Regions from separate parts of the Mus musculus genome. Here region 1 is linked to region 2. Evidence: chromatin contacts called from public promoter capture Hi-C data. All regions are on one chromosome and are shown on one strand. Each heading gives the region's core, a stretch centred on a gene start, on an enhancer-like site or on the middle of the called end of the contact. The rest is flanking DNA. Distances are from core to core; before and after follow the strand shown. Region 1 overlaps Ston2 (stonin 2). Region 2 overlaps Gtf2a1 (general transcription factor II A, 1).

Region 1 (3,818 bases), core at 266-2,765, 130 kb before region 2:
GTGCTCTTATTTTTCACATTACTGGGACCAAATACCTGACAAGAACAACTCAAGGATGGCGAGCTTAGCTAATGCTGTGGTTTGAGAGAATGCAGCCCATCCCAGGAGGCAAGCACGGGAGCAGGGGCCTCGAGGTGTTCAGAGCATGTGGCTGTGGCGGGACTCCTCACTGACTCACATCTTAGTGGAACAGGAAGCAGACAGGCAGGAAGCAGGGCCTGGTAAATTTCAAGACCTCCCCCAGTGACTCAGTTTCTCCAGTGACCATCTATAGTCCCCAAGCATCTCCTGCTGGGGACCAAGGGAATAATGACAAGGGGCTCTGGGGACTTTTTTTAAATATTCAAATAATGGAGGCTGGGGGAGGGGAAAAGGAGAGAAAGTGTGTGTTTGTGTCACTAGAGATCAAATGGACGGCCACGCGCATGCTCTGCAAGTGTTCTGATCCTAAGCTCCACCAACCCAAGGCCCTTACTATCTTTATGACTCAATTTTATCATCTGAAAAACAGAAATAATAGTCTGTACCTTTCCACATGTGACAGTTTGTGTAGAACAAGTTACATGATGCCTGACTTGGAAGATGTGACACCAGGGATAAACTTCTTGCCCTGCCAAAGAGGTCTCATGGCCCTGGGGAAGAACACATTGGGCTGTTTACCGAAGAAAACAGGAAGGGCGCTTGGTTCTCGTGTGGGGAAGTTGCTGATGCTAATTCTCATCAGTTCAAGTGGTTAAAATCAGAGTTGTAGCCTGAGCTGGGTGTGGTGCTATTAGTAATTCTTATTATTACTGATAGGTTATTTCCCCACCAGCGAAATGAGCCAATTCAAGCCAGATTAGAGGATATGCATGTCTGTCTGTCTGTCTGTCTGTTGGGAAGCCACTCTCAAGGGAGTTCACTAGTCCCAAGCCAGGGAAGGAGACATAGGGGAGGGAAAGAGAAAGACAGAAAGTACATGCACAGATAGAGGGCGAGAAGAGAGAAAAAGAGAAGAGAGACCAAAGTGTCTGGATTATTTAGGAAAAAGTCTTTGGGCCAGGGGAAATCTCAGTCCCTGGGCTGGAAAGTTCAGGGTAGAGGGTAGGGTATGCCAGGTAGAGACTGAGGGATGCTGGGAGAACCTGGAGGCCTGGTCCATTTTTGCTTGTTAAATATGTGCCTCAGCTGCTTGCCCTGGGTCTGAATCCCAACATTAACTTATCAGTTACTATTATTTTTGCAGTGAGGATCGAACCCAGAGGTTGCTAACATCTTCCTTTTCTCAGCATCATTGTTATAGTTCACAGTCACAAAAAATCTCCTTCCCAGTTGCTTTGTCAGGGTCCTAGGAGGGACCAGATGGTACCCAAGGAGGGGCTTATGTGGAGAGAATTCAGTGAAAGCACGGCAGGAGGCAACAGCTGGCTTCCTAGGCAAGCCCCTGCAGTCTCCCTGGCTGAGCAGAGCATGAGGATGCAGCCAGGACTGGTGCTCTGGCTGTGTCCCTTTGGGTAAGGATGGATCTTGGCACTTGGGCACAGCCTGCCTGATAGTAGACTGCAGGGACCTGAGTCACAGTCCCCTCCCTGTCGTCTGTGTAGGAGTTCTGCAGGGATTTGGCAACCACACAAGACAGAGTGATTTGCGATGTAATTGTGGAGGGAAGGATTCTGTGATCAGCCCACACTTTCTCCTCAGTTTCTCACCAACCACAGGGATAACTACAGGAGCAACACAAACAAATCCCCTGGAGTTGGCTGCCTATGGGGGATGGAGGGATGGAGTGCCAGAGAGTAGAGGTGATGTTCTCTCTGGAGATCCCCATCCCGGGGCAAATGACAGGAGAATTAGGAATAAGCACAACCTCAAAAACACCCTGTTCACAGTCAGCTATTGAATGGACCACAGGGCCCCCAATGGAGGAACTAGAGAAAACACCCAAGGAACTAAAGGGAACTGTAACCCTATCGGAGGAACAACATTATGAACTAACCAGTACCCCGGAGCTCTTGACTCTAGCTGCATGTGTATCAAAAGATGGCCTAGTCGGCCATCACTGCAAAGAGAGGCCCATTGGACTTGCAAACTTTATATGCCCCAGTACAGGGGAACACCAGGGCCAAAAAGGGGGAGTGGGTGGGTAGGGGAGTGGGAGTGGGTGGGTATGGGGGACTTTTGGTATAGCATTGGAAATGTAAATGAGCTAAATACCTAATAAAAAATGGGGGAAAAAAAAAAAAAACCCTGTTCTCTGTCATCCCTGTCCCCAAGGTCTCCTTTGCCTAGATAAGAAAGGCACCTGTCACCTTCATCAGGCCGAGAATGCTACTGCCTTTACACAAGTTTGTACCCAGCCAGAGGATGGGGGGGAACGGGAGCAAGCCCCCTCCTTTGATCTCTGTTCTAAGCAAGGAAGAAAGCACACATAAGCATCTGTAGTCTTTACAAGCTGCTTTAAGTGGTAGGACTCTGGTGTCTGCTTACAGGAAAAGTGTAAATTTTAGTGTAAATTTTAGAGATCAGAATGCACAACTCTGGACAAACTGAGGAGTGTCAGACTCAAATGGCTGTTAACGGAGGCAAGAGTTATCACCGTCCCAGATGCCTGTATGTCACTCACATTTAGAGTCCAGCATTTCCCAGCCTGTGTTCCATGGAGCAACTTTAGATAAGGCAGGACGCTGGGAGCACTTGGTTATGGCTTGCCGTGCCAGCTCTGCTGCAGAGCCACAATGTGCTTGTGCATTACAGACTTGGAAAAGTTCTGAAACATATGTGTACATGCATGTGTGCTTATACACACACACATATGTTCAGTTGAGTTATCCCTCCTGTCTGGTCAGATGTCAAAGTATGGCAACCCGAAACACATGAATTAGCAAGTTTTACTCGAAATTACATATCTTCACTAAAGTGTTGGAAGAAAACAGAACTGGGGGAGAGATGTTTGGTGAACTTGCTGGGATGAGTTAACTTTAGAAGCTGGGGCACTGCTAAACCTCTCCGACTTTCTTTTTTTTTTTTTTGAGGGGTTGTTGTTTTAAGTTCTAGACCCAGAAGGTGTAAAAGTGCATTTGCTCTGCTTCCTTTGTATGTAAACTGCCACGGACTTTGAAACAAATTTAGACCAGATGACCATGGTTCATCTGCATTTAGCTCGCTGCAGTGGAGTTCTGCCAGAGCACAAGGTCTCTCCCCAGCATGTAGGCCTTTTGGTTTTCTTTCTCAGAAACAAGTGTTTGCGTCAGATAAAGAGTTGTGGACTGAAGTTGGTAAAGTTTTTTGTTTGCTGTTTTTTCTCCTTCTTCTTGGCGTGTGTGTGTGTGTGTGTGTGTGTGTGTGTGTGTGTGTGTGTGTAAGCTGGTCCTTTCCTTATGCCATGGAGGGATTGAATTATCAGGTTTGGCAGTAAGCACTTTTACCTGCCAAGCCATTTCTCCTACCTGCTGACTATAATCTTTTGAATGAATTACTTTTCTCCTAACAGAGAAAGTTTTAACAGAGTAGTTTTTTAATTAAATTACATGTTTTCTCATTCATGAAAAAAACACAAATTTAACCTGACTTCTGTTTCTGTAGTCTAGATGTGTTCATTAGTTGTACACTTTGTGTTTTAATGGGTGTTAAGAAAATACCCTTCCCTCCAATAAGTATCTCCCAAAGTCTGCTTTGTTTGAAACTCTAGAGTTTCTCAGAGCACGGATACTTACACACACTTCTTACATTTTACCAGTTGTGGAGAACAAAGAAGAATATTAGATGTTATTTTCCTACAAAGAAAGATTTTTTTTCTTTTTTCTTGTCATCTTGTCACTAAGGAGATTTTTACATATATA
Region 2 (3,942 bases), core at 826-3,325:
TTCAATGTGATATTCTTCATAAAAAAAAAATTCAGCATTGACATTCCCAAACAGGGTTTCTCTGTGTAACAGAGCTGTGGCTGTCCTGGACTTACTTTATAGACCATGCTGGCCTCAAACTCACAGATCTGCCTGTCTCTGTCTCCTGAGTCCTGTGATTAAAGGCATGAACAGCCACACCTGGCTCAACACTGACTTTTTATGACCTACTAATAGGGTTGATGTCCTCTATTTCAAAAGCATTGATTTAGACTTTAGTACAACTTATAATTACTTTTGCAAACAACACAAAATAACCCAAGCAATTCATAATGGCGTGTGGCTCCTGCTGATAGACTAAGTCTGGGACCCCCACCTCAGAATTAGCTCTCCTCCTCTTGTGTAGCTGCCCACTCCTCCTTTCTTTCTTTTTCTTTCTTTTCTTTTCTTTTCTTTTCTTTTTTTTTTTTAGATTTATTTATTTATTATATGTAAGTACACTGTAGCTGTCTTCAGACACTCCAGAAGAGGGCGTCAGATCTCGTTACGGATGGTTGTGAGCCACCATGTGGTTGCTGGGATTTGAACTTCGGACCTTCGGAAGAGCAGTCGGGTGCTCTTACCCACTGAGCCATCTCACCAGCCCTTTCTTTCTTTTCTTGTGGTCCTGTTTTTGTGATTCTCGTTTCATGCTAACTTGGCAAGCACTCTTACTACTAAAATACACTGTGAAACTTCTCAGTTATGAGTTTTGATTGCTAGGTCCTTGCCAGGAGGAAGTAGGGGTAGAACATGTACTCAGCCGCACATTACATTGTCGCCAGTATTTCTGTTTATCATAGAGGCATCATTGGAATGATGGGACCACAACCAATTGATGGTAAAACAATAAAACATTGACTGTAGGACAGTTGAAGAGGGCTAGAGAGATGGCTCCGTCATCTGCACACAGAACATAGACCTCTGTTCCTAGAAGCAGGCACACAGCTCACAGCTGCCTGTAGTGCCAGTGCCAGGGGATTCTGCACCCTCTTCTAGTTAGTTAGTGAGGGCAACCACAAGCATGCGATATGCATTCACACACCACCACCACCCCCACCAAAATACATACATACATACATACATATGTATATATATACTTAAAAACCTATGATGGATTGGGAATTAAACACTGTTAGAAAGTGTACTTTAAGAACTAGTTTGGAGCCGGCCAGTGGTGGCGCATGCCTTTAATCCCAGCACTCGGGAGGCAGAGGCAGGCAGATTTCTGAGTTCGAGGCCAGCCTGGTCTACAGAGTGAGTCCAAGACAGCCAGGACTACACAGAGAAACCCTGCCTTGAAAAACCAAAAAAAAAAAAAAAAAAAAGAAAAAAAGAAAAAAAGAAAAGAACAGAACAGAGCTAGTTTGGATCTTGAAGCTTCATCACTTCCTCAGTTAGAAAATTACACTGTAAACGTCTTCCTCCTCTTGAGGCAGTATCTCTGGAAATGTGGAGACCAGGCTGGCCCTGGACTCATAGAAATCCACCTGCCTCTGCTTCCCAAGTGCTGGGATTGAGGGTGTGTGCCATTATGTCTGGTTTAAAAAATAGTTTCTTAAACACTGACAGTTCTTTTACTTCATATTTTGATTTTTTTAAAAGAAAAATTGTATTTTGTCTGTGTGTTGCACATACATATGTATGTGTATGTACCACCATGTGCATGTGGAGGTTAGGTAATGATTTGTGGGAGTTGGTCCCCCCTCCCCTCTCTTTCCCTCCCTCTTTCTCTCTTTCCCTCCCTCTTTCCCTCCCTCTTTCCCTCCCTTCCTCTGTCTCTGTCTCTGTCTTTGTCTCTGTCTCTCTTTGCAGAGATCAGCCAGATAAAATATGGGCTCTTAGGAAGTACCACTTTGTTGCTCTTGGAAGTTGCTTTTAGTGTGGGGTTTGTAAAGGCCTCTATTATTGGCTGGAAGTTTAAAAATAATCTAAATGAATTTTCCTTTAATTTTAGATGAGGAAAATGTGTAAGAATGTTACATGATTGAGTCACATTAGTAGATAACCCAGTATTAACTGGTTTTCCAGCCTCTGATGTAATGCTGTTACATAATTAAAGCTACTACTGGATTAGTAATAACAGCTGGCATTCAGTGATCACTGACTTTAAACTGTGGTAACCATGAACAGAGGTTAGTATTTTTTTAAGTATAGATTTCAGGCATTGAAGTATTGGGCTTGTAGGGAAGTACTTCTACTCTGAACCTGACTTTTACTCCATTTTTCAGACCACTACTAAAAGACGCTGGAGTTGTTGTAGCAGGTAGTCATAACTATAGGTCACGCAGAGAGGGCAGGGTGAGGGGTTTTTGCTTTGTTTTGAGTCTGTGTAACAAGAGGCGCCTCTGAAAGAATCCAGAAGAAACCTCTGCGTTAGCAATCTCTCAGGAGCAGACCCTGGACTTAAGAACAGAATGCTTGCTTTCTTTGCAGTTTAGAGGCACACTTTGACTTTCTTGGATAATTTCTTATAGGAGTGAAACTCAAAATTAAACACTAAACATAGGAGAAAGCAAATATGTTATGGGAAGAGTGAAATAGTTGAAAATGTTTTCCTCTCTTTTGGATGGCTCTCCCCCCTCTCCCATTATAGAGCTTACCCTGTGCTGAGGTGAGAAAGACAGATAGGCAGCCCTAATCCGAAAGGTCTCACCACCCAGGAGTGTTACCTTTTTACATAGTTTTCAGACTTTGAAGTTCTCTTATGTTTCACATACACCTTTTATACATGGCTAGGAATTAATTGACACGCTATTTTAATGGTTTTGTGCATAAAACAAAATTTCACCAGGTAGAATTTTCCCATGGTGAGATCCTTTTAGGAGTCAAAAAGGTAGAATATCGCACGCAGAGTTTGAGTTTTTAGGTTAGATATGTTCAGCTTATAGAAGTGGCTAAGCAGAAAGTGATTGTCAGTCTTCGCATTAGAAGAACGGGCGTTCCAAGAGGTGTAGAGCATCGGGATGACCGTTTCAGCCTCATTTTCTTTAACTTACAAGGTTAGACAAATGGAAAGGAAGCTGGCCTATTTAATTTAGAGTGCCTGTATTTCACAAAATTCTCACTGAGGACAGATGGATGAATATTTCTCTTTTTGACTCCTATTGAAGAGATAGAAAATTTGTATTGAGCAAAGTTCCATAAAAGCAGTTTAATAATTTTGAAATAAAAAGATAAGCTGTGATTATTCAGGGATTGACTCTGGGAACCCTGTTAAATAATACCTGCTAACTGAAGAATTACTCTAGAAAGTTTCTTGGAATGTAAAAAAAAAAATTTAAGTAAAATAAACATGTGATTTGATCAAGGTTTATTTTCCTTGTATAAAACTTGGGTGATATTTGTGTGTGTGTGTGTGATTGTATTATTTCTGGAAGAAATTTACAAACACCTAATAACTTAATATTTTGTCTATATGACCAGAGTTTTCTTTAAGTCACTGAGAAGCTTTACTGTTCTTCGTCTTAGTTGTGGGAGAATAAACTAATGCAGTCTAGGGCAGTAGATGGATTTCATTCAGAAGAACAGCAGCTTTTGTTGCAAGTTCAGCAGCAGCATCAACCCCAGCAGCAGCAGCATCACCACCACCACCACCAGCACCAGCAAGCGCAACCTCAGCAAACGGTACCTCAGCAAGCACAGACCCAGCAGGTCCTCATTCCTGCATCCCAGCAAGGTGAGAAGGCTGGAGGTCCCTGTTGTGCCTTACAAGTTACACTTGTCTTTTGAAAGTATTCCTTTGACTTTTAAGTTTTATTTATTTATTTAATGTATATGAGTACACCATTGCTCTCTTCAGACACACCAGAAGAGGGCATTAGATCCCATTACAGATGGCTGTGAGCCACCATGTGGTTGACTGCAATTGAACGCAGGACCTCTGGAAGAGCAGTCTGTGCTCTTAACTGCTGAGTCATCTCT

The links. Capture Hi-C pulls out chosen DNA fragments and counts their contacts.
Region 1: a contact with region 2 is called in a promoter capture Hi-C map of adipose tissue. The contact joins two enhancer-like sites. A contact is called at or near these places in 2 of 39 promoter capture datasets (the HPC-7 cell line and liver), 3 of 115 datasets of contacts at active chromatin or transcription factors (CD8 T cells, bone marrow-derived macrophages and embryonic stem cells) and 3 of 9 other capture datasets (adipose tissue, liver and pancreatic islet).

The regions. Positions count from the first base shown.
Region 1 is chr12:91,708,763-91,712,580 of GRCm38.p6, reverse strand. The region is part of intron 4 of Ston2 (stonin 2); the gene reads left to right. Among named protein-coding and RNA genes, the nearest start is that of Gm16876, 29 kb to the right of the region's middle. Within about 2 kb of position 1,515, at least 52 of the 459 cell types and tissues checked have an H3K27ac peak or open chromatin away from gene starts, as enhancers often do. A contact at or near this core is called in adipose tissue, where this site is marked.
Region 2 is chr12:91,575,339-91,579,280 of GRCm38.p6, reverse strand. It overlaps Gtf2a1 (general transcription factor II A, 1), which reads left to right. Exons shown (of 9, transcript NM_031391.2): 3 at 3,490-3,697. Among named protein-coding and RNA genes, the nearest start is that of Gm25776, 3.7 kb to the right of the region's middle. Within about 2 kb of position 2,075, at least 4 of the 459 cell types and tissues checked have an H3K27ac peak or open chromatin away from gene starts, as enhancers often do. A contact at or near this core is called in adipose tissue, where this site is marked.